2 separate regions of the Mus musculus genome follow, and region 2 is linked to region 1. The links are chromatin contacts, called in public HiChIP or PLAC-seq maps. All regions are on one chromosome and are shown on one strand. Each heading gives the region's core, a stretch centred on a gene start, on an enhancer-like site or on the middle of the called end of the contact. The rest is flanking DNA. Distances are from core to core; before and after follow the strand shown.

The links. HiChIP or PLAC-seq counts read pairs in DNA pulled down with a chosen protein or histone mark.
Region 2: a contact with region 1 is called in an HNF4G HiChIP or PLAC-seq map of pancreatic cancer cells. The contact joins the promoter of Tlr3 here to the enhancer-like site in region 1. A contact is called at or near these places in 9 of 39 promoter capture datasets (the 3T3-L1 cell line, cranial neural crest, embryonic stem cells and 6 more), 1 of 115 datasets of contacts at active chromatin or transcription factors (pancreatic cancer cells) and 1 of 9 other capture datasets (adipose tissue).

What each region holds. Positions count from the first base shown.
Region 1 is chr8:45,526,573-45,533,296 of GRCm38.p6, forward strand. The region is part of intron 1 of Sorbs2 (sorbin and SH3 domain containing 2); the gene reads left to right. Among named protein-coding and RNA genes, the nearest start is that of Sorbs2, 22 kb to the left of the region's middle. Within about 2 kb of position 2,474, at least 31 of the 459 cell types and tissues checked have an H3K27ac peak or open chromatin away from gene starts, as enhancers often do. A contact at or near this core is called in pancreatic cancer cells, where this site is marked.
Region 2 is chr8:45,406,178-45,412,901 of GRCm38.p6, forward strand. Tlr3 (toll-like receptor 3) reads right to left here and starts at 4,203. Exons shown (of 7, transcript NM_001357316.1): 1 at 4,123-4,203; 2 at 3,619-3,801; 3 at 2,489-2,558.

The DNA.
Region 1 (6,724 bases), core at 1,224-3,723:
TAATAGAGCTATTAAGTCGGGATCCAGTGGCAGAGCTTCATCACAGATGGATAGTCCTTCTCAATGCTTCTGGGATATATTTTGAATCAGGACAGACCTAAACATACATTTTAACATCATTCTCTTCATTCTTGTCCTTTGGAAATGAGAAACTCTATTCCTGGAGGTGATCACTGAAGTCTGAGTTCATGGCCTGCTGGTTCCATTGCTTTGGACTTGGGGTCAGTTGATATATCATAACAGTAGAAGCATATGATTGAGGTTACTAACTTCATCATGTCAGCCATGATGCTGAGAGGGGGAGAGAAGCTAAATGTTATGGCTCCCAGTGGTGAATCCCTAGTTGCCAACCTTTTTGAACAAAGCCCTTACCTCTCAAATTTTCTATCAGTTACCCATAATGCCACCAATTCAAGACTCTATTGATAGGTTAACCTATCACTGTGATTAATTATAATCACATCTTCGTGTTTCAAGCATGCCCCAATGATTAGATCTGTTTGCTGAAGCCCAAGCCCTCTACACCTGAACCCTACAAGGGTCACTTCATAGCCATCCTGTAACAGGGAATGCTTCCAATCAAAAACTATACAAGCTTACCTTTCATGTTCTCCAATGGTGATTTGTTTTGATTTCCAGTTATAACTTCGTTTGACCTTTAGGAGAGCAAAATAAATTTTGCTCATGTACTATACAACATCTCAAAAACTGCTTACCTCACTAGATTCTTAACTGGTTTGTTTCTCAATGATGATGGCGAAGGTGGGGGGGGGGGGTGACCTCATAAATTCCCCAAGTTAAAGTTTATATGTCTAAGGAGTCAGCTTGGGTATTCACAATGGCTACACAGCAATGAAGTGGTATCCTTCGCTGTTGGGGCTTGTCCTGCTGATCTGACCTGACATCATCCACACAGTTAGAATAGTGCTAATACACAATGGGAATGATTTATGTGCTTGATATTATTTTGAGCATGTTGGAACCCATATGTCAATAAGCATAGTGGGGCAGAGCAAACTGGTACAAAATTCAAGAAATCTCTGTTTTAAGGTGTTAGCTTTCATACATTAGTCTGTAGTTCTGAATTATTAGATAAGCAGTATTTAAACAGGAAATAATAAGTTGGAAATTCTGCATTTGCTGCAGAAACACTTGACCTTAGTAGAACAGAAGCATGTGGAAATAATAGCTGCTATGGATTAAATCCTTGTGGCTTTATAACACACACGCCTCTCCATTATTTAATTTGGCTTAGGTTTTATTCAACCACCCACTGGGCAACTGATACATTCCTCACTGGTTTCAGTTATCAGTCTATTTTGACATCTATAATTATTGGCTTTGACCCAGAGAGACAGAAACTATTTGATACATAATAGGCACTGCCAAATACAAATAACTCAAAAGTTGCTTGATTCTATTACAAACTGTCTGGAAAAGTCAAGATCAACGGCCTTGTGGATAGAGGAGTCTAGGATACACATGGAGGACTATATCAACAGTCTTTAGGGAAAAGGGACCACAGTTTGAGTGTTTGGCCTGAGATGAATGTTCACAACTTTTTTGATTTCTCTCTCAAATATTTTTTTCTATGTGAAATCACACATGAAGTTCAGAAAAATAGTAAATTTTCTAAGTTAAGGGAAATTGGATCTTCTCTATTCTTAAAGAGTAATTTTGGTTGCCTCTACCAATAGGAGTCCCTGAGTGGCTAGAAAAGTGTCTGTGTGTGTTTCTGTCCATAAGGGCTTACAAGGGTTTACACTGAGGTCTACTCCTCAAGATGGCTTTTCATATATGTTCTCAGGCAGACAGTTCTGAGTGCTACAGTAGCTATATATAGTAGCTATATGTAGTAGCTAAAGAGGTCAGGAGAAAAAAGATACAAAATCTAAAAGAGAAGTCAGCTCTGTCACTTGAATAGAGGGGGTGACCGCAGTTAACCTACCTGGAAAGGGTTGATGATGCATCTTTCCAAGAGATTGGTTTTGGGTTTTTTGGTCTTGTTTTGTTTTGTTTTTCTATAGAGGAAACTACTTTGAAGAAAAGACTTTTGATTTAGAATAAAACTAGAATCTCTGGGAAGTATGTAATCCACCAATCCAGAGATAGTGAGAGCCAAAAGCCAGTATAAAGTCAATGCGTGCATGAGGCTAAGCTTTATTATCTTTTCAGTAAGGATTCTAATTTTATATGACCTGTTTTCACCAAAGTACCACTGCAATGGTTAAATTGTGTCCATTACCTTCAGAGATATATTTTGAAATTCTAACTTTCAGTATCTCAGGATGTGATCTGTTTTTGGAAATAGGCTGGTAAGATGAGGTCATAGTGAAATAGGGTAGACTCTTAGGCCAGGGCAAGTGATGTCCTTATAAACAAAGAGAATTTTGACATAGACATACATGGGAAGAACACCGTGTAAAGACAAAGACAGAGAATAAGGTAATGTGCTTCAAGCCAAAGAATGCCAAGCATGTGTGACAAACCGGGAGAGGCAGAGAACAAATCTGTCCCCATAACCACAGAAGGAAACCACCCTTCCATAGCCTTGTCCCTAACCTTCTGGCTTCCAGAGCTATGAGATCATTTCCATTGTATAAGTCACTCAGTTTGTGTTCTTTATTAAGCAAACACACATATGTGCATACAAACTGTTAGACTCCCTAAGATCATTTAAACACTGCCCTACTTCAATAGGCTATGGTAAACACCACACTTGATAATTCTACAATAATACTATGCAAATCCTGTAATATTCAAGCAGACATAAGATCACTAGGTAGATGGTGTTTTCATCAACACATGAAAATACAATTACTCCTCAGTTTGCTCTGCCTTTGAAGTCATGGCTGGTGTAAGCCATTCTGATCTTCTCCCAGGAAACTGGTCATTAGCCTACCCAGTGATATTGAATCAGCTTAGTTTCTCTGAAAGCCCCAAGTGCCCATGATTGCTTTGACTGCCTGAGAACCAAACATGTTATTCATGTTGTAGAGATACAAAACTACCTTTTAGCAGATGGAGACATTTTAGATATATTTTGAACCAGAAGATTTCAATGAATTCTATTTGTTTTTTTTTTCTCCACAATTGCTAAACAATGAACATAGTAGGTTAATTGACAAAGTGGCATGGATAGTTGTATTTCTAGTGGGTGACAGAAATCTAGAGAATATTTTTATTAGCTTTTAGGATAAGGTATGGTCTGTCAGAACAAACCATGGTAGGACAGGATAAGCAGATATGGAGTTGGCCTCATCTAGTTTGGAACTGGGCCTTACTTGAGCTGTTGACAGAGGTTGGCCTCAGAGGCTTGCAGTGACATCACATTCAGGTGACTCTGTTCTCTTCACATTTTGCAATAAAAACTTGACACTGTCTGGGGAAGGAAGGCCACACAGTTGGCTTGGTTCAGCAGGATGTGTTCATTTGAGATAGATCTATTTTTACCTGACTTAATATTTGAATGTATCTGAATTTTTTACTTGTGTTTTTTTAAATGGAGACAGTAGTCCACTGGCCAAGGCATACAATATCATCTTCCATACCCAGAATAATGAAGATAGTAGAATGAGCCACTCCTAATTATTGGCAACTGTCAGGATGACACTGAAAGCAATGTGTGTGTCATTCTAAGATGACACCTCTTTCTGTATCTGCAGATGTCTCTGAGATTTCTCCAAGTCCTCATTAGTTAACCCTCGTTTTCCTCTTTATCTGTTGCTGTTCCTTAAACTCCTTCTCATTCCCTTTCTCCTCTATGTTTGGTTTCTGGCTGCTTTTAAGCAATTCCTTTCTTTAAAACCTTGAGATGCCTTTCTCCCAATTATTGGTTTACTAAGTATTAGGAGTTGGTTTGCTAACACTTCAAGGATATTCCAAACTGAGGTACACTCAGGAATTGGTGGACATGGTCATCTCACTGTTGTACTTTCTCTTAATTGTTATAAACATAGACTCTTGATCATTCAAAGATTGTCTGCTGTCCCTGACCTGAATTTACCCCGGTACCACTTGAGTCTCAGACTTTGGAAAAAAAAAATATATATATATTTTAAGACAGGGTTTCTCTGTGTAGCCCTGGCTGTCCTGGAACTCACTCTGTAGAGAGAGGCTGGCCTCAAACTCAGAAATCTGCCTGCCTCTGCCTCCCAAGTACTGGGATGAAAGGCAGAGAGAGACCTTAAATATTTAGTCAAGAATTCTGACAGTCAGTAGAATGAAATTCTTCCACTCTCGATATCTAATCATCATTGCTATCTGACAAGTTCCTGAAGTCCCACCCTCTATATCTTATCACTCTGGCCTGCCCTCTGCAAGGTTCTTTTTGGTTTAGTTTTATTTTTAAATAAAGTAGCAGCAGTAGAAGTCTGTCTAGCCTTGACGTTTCCTCTTTCATTTTCTACGCACTGACCCCCCAACTCTGCTCCTGATCTACAAAATTCTATTTGCACGTATACTGGACTTGAGTGTAGTTTCTTATCTCTATGACAGAACCAGAGTTTTAGTTGTCTTCTGAATAAACTCGGCCTCATTGTCTTCAACAATTTGGGGAGTGAATTTTTTTGCAGTAAAATACTCACCATAACAGACTATAAGATTTTCAAAATGAAACTTTCTCCTTAGCTCTTTAATTAGTGCTGAGGGAGGCAGAGGCAGGCAGATTTCTGAGTTCGAGGCCAGCCTGGTCTACAGAGTGAGCTCCAGGACAGCCAGGGATACTCAGAGAAACCCTGTCTCGAAAACAAGCAAGAAAGCAAACAAACAAAAGGAAAGAGTTTTCTTTTCTCTCTCTTCTCCCTCACTCCTTATTTTTCTTCCCCTGACTCCTGTATTGAATAGCATTGAAAGTTCCTTTACTCATTCCTTAGGGCAACCATAATGTATTCAGTTAGATAGAGAATGTTCACATAATTATATTGTGTAAAGTCAAGATGATTTTATCACTGTAAACAATTCTGGGCTAGTCTTCACTTAACCAGTAATGCCTCTAACTTCACAAATCATGATGTTATCTATCCTATTACAAGACATGATATTACAGGGAACTTCCCAGAGGCATGCATTTCATAGGGCTTGGGATTTTAAAAATATATTAATAAATTAATTAATAAAAAATAAATTCAAAACATTCATATGCATGTTAAGGGTTAATGTTCCTTTCAGAGATATCTGCCTAGTTTTAGAATTTAGAAACTATGATTTTTTTTTAATTGTTCTGGAAACCAAAGGTGCTAATCCATTAACAGTTCACAGTTTAGGAATTGTGGTTTCCGAATTGGGAGGTTCAGGAAAAAGGAGAAGTTCATTAGTAGAGAGAATTCAAAAGATTAGAAATATCCCCATGTAAAGTGTAAAGAGAGGGGCTAGTGTTTAAACACTAAGATGATACAAACTACAAGTGTAGGTTCTTTTCCTTGGGAGCGGCATGGAAGGGATTTAAAGCATCCCCTAAAACAAGTACAAAGTTACATTTCCTAAGGCTTCAGGATAATGTGTAGGTTCTTATGGACAAGCAATGGTAATATCAGCAGGAAATATGTATCCTGCATCCCTAGGTGCCAGGTAAAAGCAGTAAGTACTTTGCATACATTACTGATTCCTCATGGCCACGTGGCCAGGTCAGTTCTTTTATGTCTCTGTTTTACAGAGGCTTGTGTGAGATTTGAAAGAGAAAGCAACCCCCCCTTTCACTTTTGTTTTTAATCTTTAAAAATTTTAAAGGTATATTTAACCATTTGTGTGTGTGTGTGTGTGTGTGTGTGTGTGTGTGTGTGTGCGCGCGTGCTTTGAAAAGTTCCTTCGACATCTTCAAACAGGGCTGAAAAAATTATATGGACAAAATATTTGAGTGCATTCGACTTCAGACTCAATTATAGAAGGCAGACGAAGATGAAGTCAAGGTTTATTTTTTTTTTTTTCTTTTTTTGGATCATGTGAGATTGGTTCTTTGAAGTATCTTAGCGTTGGACTAACCATCACTGAGCGTGACTGGTTAGAATAAATCCAAAGGGTTTGATAAAGCATGCCAGAGAACTTTGACCACTGTAGTTCACAAAGGCTTGTTAGGACATAGACTTAGAAGTGTCCCCCAACCCCAAAGCACACATCACCAAAGCGTTTTTGTTGAAGACTTAGACCTCAGTGCTATGCTCAGATATAGGACTTTGGGGAAAATGAGTGGATCATGAGGGTACTGATATAATCAATGCAATAATCCACTAGTAGATTATTAATGGAATAGCATATTATTGGAAGGATGTGGACACTAAAAACTGGGATTGGTTGAGGGAAATAAATCATTGCAGTCGTGTTCAGGGAGGCAGAGGCAGGTGGATCTCTGAGTTGGAGGCCAGTCTGGTCTATAGTTACAGGACAGCCAGGACTATACAGAGAAACCCTGTCTGAAAAACAAGCAAGCAAGCTAACAAGAGTCATGCATTGGTAGAGTATATTGTGCATGATGGTAGCTGCTTCTCCTCCTCCTCTTCCTCTTCCTCCTCTTCATCCTCCTCCTCCTCCTCCTTAACCTCCTCCCAACCCTGGACCGAACCCTCTGAAACTGTGAGCCATGATGAATCTTCTCACCCTAAAGATTGTTTGCTCAGTTATTTTGTCAGTGACAAAATGTAGCACAGAAATGTCAGTTCCTGTCCTTAGAGGCAACCTGTGTTCCAATGACTATCCCAACCACAGTACACAGCCTGTTCTCCACAATCAA
Region 2 (6,724 bases), core at 2,953-5,452, 120 kb before region 1:
TATAATAATGGTCCCCATCCTGAGTCTACATTTTCCTTCTTCTTTCTATTTCATGCTCTTAGATATAAGTTTAGCTTTGTGCACCAGGCCAACCCTGACTGGTGTTTATTTTAACAGTTATATTTTAAATGCATGCAAAACAGTGCACAAAACATAAATGTGCCCCAGACCCTCTGGGCCCCTTTTGTCTGCGTGGAACGGGTCTCTAGTCACAGGTGGGCAAAGCATTGGATGAATTGACAGACAGATGCACACAGGAGTGGTTGTGTAGAATCTGAATGTAATTTGTCAAATTGAGCATCAAACGTTTTATACAGAAGAAAATAGGGAAGTTAGGTGACACATCGGCAAGGTACAAATGAGGTTACCGGATGCTTAATGACTCTTACACAAAACAGAAGAATGAAAACACAAAGACTGGAAGGAACTGGGCAATAAAATAACTGAGACAAAGTCAGCCCTATCTAAGGTCAGCAATAGTCTTAGAAGCCAGGTGTGAGGTCTTTACACTCCTAGGGCAAGGGCTTTCACACCCAAGTCATGGTTCTAATTAGGGAGTTCCGTTCTAGCTAACCATCTCATGAATAATGCAATACTTTAAAACCACAGACTGATGGATCTACTTCCTAAACCATTGTAAATTCCTGTATATGGGAGCAACTCGACTTTTATTTTAAGTGATAGTGTAATGCCAGAGGCAATTCTGAATGTCACTAAATTCCCATGGTCTGCTTAAGGACTTTCTAGGACTGTTGAAACACTGGTGAAGGCTTTAGCTATGTCAGAATTCAATCTTAAAAGGCACTTATAATAAGATAATACTAAAAGAGAGCACGTGGATCCATACACCAGACTAATGTGAGAATGGAATATTAATGTGTGGGTTAGAGAGGACGCCAGACTCCAAGAGGTGAGTTTCTGTGAAACTCTTCTGCCTCGTGAGTAGCTTCCAAGCTGACTCGACCAGAGTGCGGGCATAAATGAACAAATTATTAAATTTCCATAAATGACTGGGTCAGTGGGCTCGCTACTCAAATCAAGAAACACAGGACTCCAATGCTTTAAGAAATTTCTCTCCCACATACCCCATCAATCCTTCATTCTTCCTAAACACACACTTTTAATTCTTACACATAAGGCTACCTGCCTTTGTAGTCAGCATTAATGAAATCTTGCATCACAACAGTCCCCATTAGCAAAATTTCATTCTATGTTTTCAGTTACTTGTGACAGCCATGATACAAAATATTACTACAGTACAATGATGAACTGAGGCAGTGTGTGTGTGTGTGTGTGTGTGTGTGTCAGTGAGAGAGACAGAGACAAAGACACAGAGAGAGACAGAGAGAGATGGAGAGAGAGCTCATTATTGATTATCATTAACCCCTTCCTGTGCCTAATTTATAAACTAAATTTCATCACAGGCATGTGTGGACTGCTGAATTCTGTATGTAGGGTTAGATACTCCTGATGCTCTCAGGCACTCACTGTGGTCTTAGAGCATCCCCAGGGCTGAGAGAGTGTGTACCATTTTACCATTCATCAATCTTTCTTTTGCTCCACATGATTTGTAAGATGTATTAACATCACATCATGTCCCAACATTCATCATTTTTATTGATATAAAATGCTCCAGTATATGGATATCCTATGTCAACACAGTCCCAAATTTTTTAATAAAAATTCTTAAAAGGGGGTCAGACATGGTAGCTCATATCTTTAATCCCATCAGCCCTTGGAAAGCAGAGGCAGGTGAATCTTTGTGAGTTTGAGGGCAGCCTGGCTTTCTACATGGTAATTTCCAGGCCAGATATGGCTAAACAAAACAGGAAAAAAGGGGGGGGGGTCAAGAAAGTATTCTTAAATATTCTAGACAATTCAAAGAATTCTACAGTAACTATGCTTGTGTTAGAGCACATATAGTAATCTATCCACACACCTGTGTCATCAGTTTACAAACCCGTACTGCGAGCATCAGTCTCCTCCTTGGACAGATTACTTCCTCGTTTCTAGTTTCAGTATTTTTAATATATAATTTGTTATCTAATGTAAAACTCCACATAATAAGATGCATTTTAAGTATGTATCCTCTGACTTGGCAAATGAATTGATTTGTGTAACTCAAATCCAAAGAATTCCTCTCTCCCCTTTTCAGTTAATGTCTACCCTTACTCCCAGAAGCAACCAGTGCCTTCCCTACAGATTAGTCCTGTAACCTCAGAAAATGGGATCTCATTCATTCTCATATACATGACTGCCTTTATTAGTGCATTAGTTTTGAAGTTCACCTGTAATATGTTTTTAAAACAATTGCCTCCCCTTTCCCTCAGATGATATGGTCATGACCCCCAGTGATCATATGATATTTACTGATTTTTTTTCTATGCATGTGAGCCTATTATAAACTTTGCATTACAAAACAGATTGCAAAGTAAGAGACAGGCAACTAGCAAATTTTCCTCGAGGTATTGTTTTCACCTCTACTTACCAGATTATGGGTGCAATCCCTGTATCATATTCTACTCCTTGCTTAGGTAACATCTATCCCTCTGGAAAGACTGTAAATAGAAATTAGAATTACTAAGGACCAATGCATTTCCAAACTGTATCCCTGAATAACTGAAAGACAGTCTCAATCTGAAAACAAACTTCATTGAGAGTGAAAAGCAAAAAAAAAAAAAAATCCACCCCCCCAAAAAAAATCCACTAATGAAGCAGGCTGCATGAAAAACAAGGTCATGAGTGACTAGAATGTTAGGGAATTCAGAATGGTGACCACATGCACAAGCAGAAAGACAGAGAAAGTGGGAGGGGGACAAATCCTAAACAGCGTGTTAAGGAGATCATAAAACTTTTTTCATCAGTAACACGAGTTAGTAGGTAATAGTTAATAGTAAGGAAAAGCTTTCAAAACAGTTAGATACGTGTCAACACAAAATCACATCATAAAGTCATGAGAAGAGCTTATGACAACTTCTATATGGTGAAGGTTGACTGCTTTCCCCAAACTAGTCCATAATTTGCCAGCCTGGTTTCTGGCCTTACTCTACAACTTCCAGAACAGCCTGCCCTCCTCTCCTGCTGCCCTTCTTCATTCTGTAACAGAAAGTGACTGGCCAGTTCCTAGAAACATCTGAGAATTTGTCCTTTCTCAAGAACATTGTCATGGAGTGCCAGGTCTTCCTTTCTAGCTCACTAAATACAAAGGACTTTTTAACCTTCTGCGTTTTTGTTGTTGTTGTTGTTGTTGTTGTTTTATTTTGTTTTTGGAAAAGGTGCAATTTTTTAAAAAGTATTTTTAACTACCTTTTAATATAATCCTTTTACTTGCTCTTTGATGATTTCATACTATTCATTACACATACATATGTATTTTGATCTTGTTTACCCCTTACACCCCTCAGAGCCACATTCACCCACTTTTTAAAGCCTTTTACAAAATCACTTTGAATGCTTTCTCAAAGTATCTTTCCAAGAAGAGAAGTCTATAGAGGAAGTATGTTCTTGCTGCTGTTGTTTTAGTTGCTGCATAAAATTGGCATTTCATCACAAGATATCAGAATTTGTAGCTAAATTTACATTTGGAACTATGGTGCATTTTTCCCCTTCTCCCAATACCTGCATCATCTTCTATCTTCTTTTGGTGCGCGATTGTGATTCAGGCAGTTTAACTTCCCAGATAGAGAACAGGTGCGTCAACCTCAAAAGCCAAGTACATTCTGATTTTACTCAGCCTGAGGTCCTGCATCCCCTTAGTTTTCATTCAGACTTTTTTTTTTAAATCACACATTTCCTTTCAGCCTGAAAGTGAAACTTAAGTTGAGAGAGAGAGAGAGAGAGAGAGAGAGAGAGAGAGAGAGGGGGGGGGGGGGAGGGGGAGAGGGAGAGGGAGAGAGAGAGGATATTTTCAGCGAAACAGTTAAATTGTTATTAAACTGTTACCCTTTTTTAGTTTCTTTTTAAGGGCCTCCTGGGATTCATTGAAATGGTCACAAATCGACCTTCAGGGAGGAAGGTGTAAGCCGAGGAACCGGCCGCCGCCTGGGGGCAGAATTCTGGAAGTCAGTAAGTTTCTGGCTTCAGAGCCAAGCCCTCTGCAGTGGGTTTCAGATCCTTGCAAACCTGTGATATGCGCAGTGCATGGTCTGAGGTTGGGACTGCCGCCCAGAGACCCAGAGTGCTGGTCGGGAATCGCGCATAGTGGGAGGGGCCAACAGGGACCGGCCGTGTGGGGAAATGGGATGTGTCTAAACAAAGTGAAAGCCATTCACTTACCTCGCTTTATCTTCTTTGCAAAATGAGTAAAGTCGAACTTAATCTCTTAGGTAAAAATGGCCATCCAGTTTTCCAGCAGGAAATGTTGAGGACATCTCGGACACAGGAGGAGGTCCTGCCTCAAAAGCAGGAAACTCCCAGAAACAACTAGGCCGGGAAATAACAATGGGGGAAGGGAGCAGGGAGGGAGGAAGGAAGGCAGAAGTTTGGTCCAGCACTGGGTGTCACAAAGAGCCTTTCTTACTCAAGCAGGCCCAGTTTTCCACAAAACCCACAAATTAGGCATCAGTAGGCATCTGTTTGGTCAGAGAAGAGCTCGGGATTAACTCCTTCTTCCTCAATTAGCTATGAGGACTCCAACTGGTTAAAGAAACGGAGTTGCAAGGGAATGAAGTCAGTTTTCTTTTCATTACAGATGAGCAATGACATAGTATTCAGCCAGGTTGTTATTTAGTTTTAAAAAAAAAGTTAAACGTAATAAAGCATACAAGAAATGGGAGAGCACCTGACCTGATCTTCTTGTCTTGAAGCCAAGAGAGGGGAGTGCCTGAGCTCTCAGTCAATAGTTCCTTTGTTTGGCAGAGGTGAAAGTGGAAAAGGTGAATGGCCACAGAAGTGAAAGCAAGAAGTAACTTTGTATCCTGGTGCAAATTGCTCTTCCCTGGCCCCAGGAGGTTACTTCCTGTGGTTACCTGGCTCATGGCTACACTCTTAGCTCAACACCATAAGCAAGCACTTTGTCCTCAGTAAATTAATGACCTCTACATTGATCCACCTGGATGCCAACACAACGTTGATAGTCTTGGCAAGATTTCACCTCTGTGGGTTCCTTGAAAACAGGTTGGGCTGCATTTTTGTAATTTTACTTCTGACACCATCTCACAGAAGAACTTGCTAGCCTCTAAAGGACTAGTCTCCTGACAGAGAATCGGCTGCTGTATGGTCCTCTCCCACACTGACCCTTGGCTTGGGTAGCTTTGACCAAGTGGATATCTGTCTGGTTCTGAGTCCATTAGGGAAGCCTGATAAGTGCCTCTGTATTTAAGACTTGTCTTCTTGGAACACCAGTCTCTCTCAGGCTTCATTGGAATCTGGGGCTCCAATGCTATGCAATCAGAAGCCTAGATTAGCTGTGCAATGGATATAAGGAGGGGAATGTGCATGCTCACGAACACCTAGGAGATGGCTAACATGGACTCTGGCTGCATGGGAGACAGTCCTCCAATCTACTTTAACTTACTGCAGTTTCTTCAGCAATGACCTTGAATGACCTTCTTCAACAAGTTCTGCCAACATCCCAGAAAAGCTGCAAACCATCTTGCTGCTGCTTTACTGTTTAGAAATGGAGTGATAGGCCATGCAGCATTAGATAAGTACAATATACTTCCTCTATAATCTATAATATCTTATGCTTTGTAATTCTTTACAGATATTAGGTTAGCTGTAATGTTAGTTGACTAGTAAGTGGCTTCAAATAAATAGAGAACTTTTTTTTCAAGTGTACATATCTTGGCATGTATATGTGTACATACTGGGGGTGGGGGACATATGCACACATGTGCACATATTCATCAAGGCGTGAAATTGATTTGGGGTATTTTCCTTTATTGTGCTACACTTTGTTCATTGAGGAAGGGTCTCTCAACTGAACTGAGAGCTCCTTGCTGCTAGCCTAGCTGACCAGCCTGCTCTGGATATCCCATCCTCACCTTCTAGGCCCTAGAAGTCTCAGGCAAGCCCCTTCATCCACCTGACATTTACCTAGGTTCTGGGAACCCCAAATGTGTTCCTCAAGCATGCTTTTGGCAAGCATTTTAACTGCTGACCCATCTTCCATGTGTTTCAAAATCTGACAAAGGTATTAAACATTAATTGGAAATTACATTGTGAAAAAGGCCACTGGGCCCTCAACAGGTAGGAAGGATAAATAGAACTCTTTAGGATACTCTGACCAAATTGGTCCTGGAAACTGGCAAAAGATGGGCCAACTGCCTCCCCTATAGAGAGCTCTGGGTCCAGTGTGCTCCTTTTGAAGTTACATTTGGGAGACCTTTTCCCATCCTTCCCAAACTCAGAGCTATCCCCCAGGCGGCAATGTATAATCCCTCATCTCTTCAGGCTTTGCAGGAAGCTTGCAAGGCCACTGACCAGACTGTGAAGTGAGCCCTGCCATCTTCCACTTCCGAAACCACCCACCACTCCCATCCAGGAAACTTGGTTCCAGTATAGAGGATCTCAATCTGCCTGGAAGAGACCCTCCCCAGTTATCCTCAGCATTCCAACTGCTGAGAGAGTGGTTGGTAACATTCCTTGGGTCCATCTCTCTCAATTAAAAAAGACTACTGAAGACAATGTCATTTGGACTGTCACTCAGACTTCAGATCCCTTAAAAATAAGACTGACCCAAGATTATTAACCCATCCCAAAACTATATTCATCTTTTTCCTTT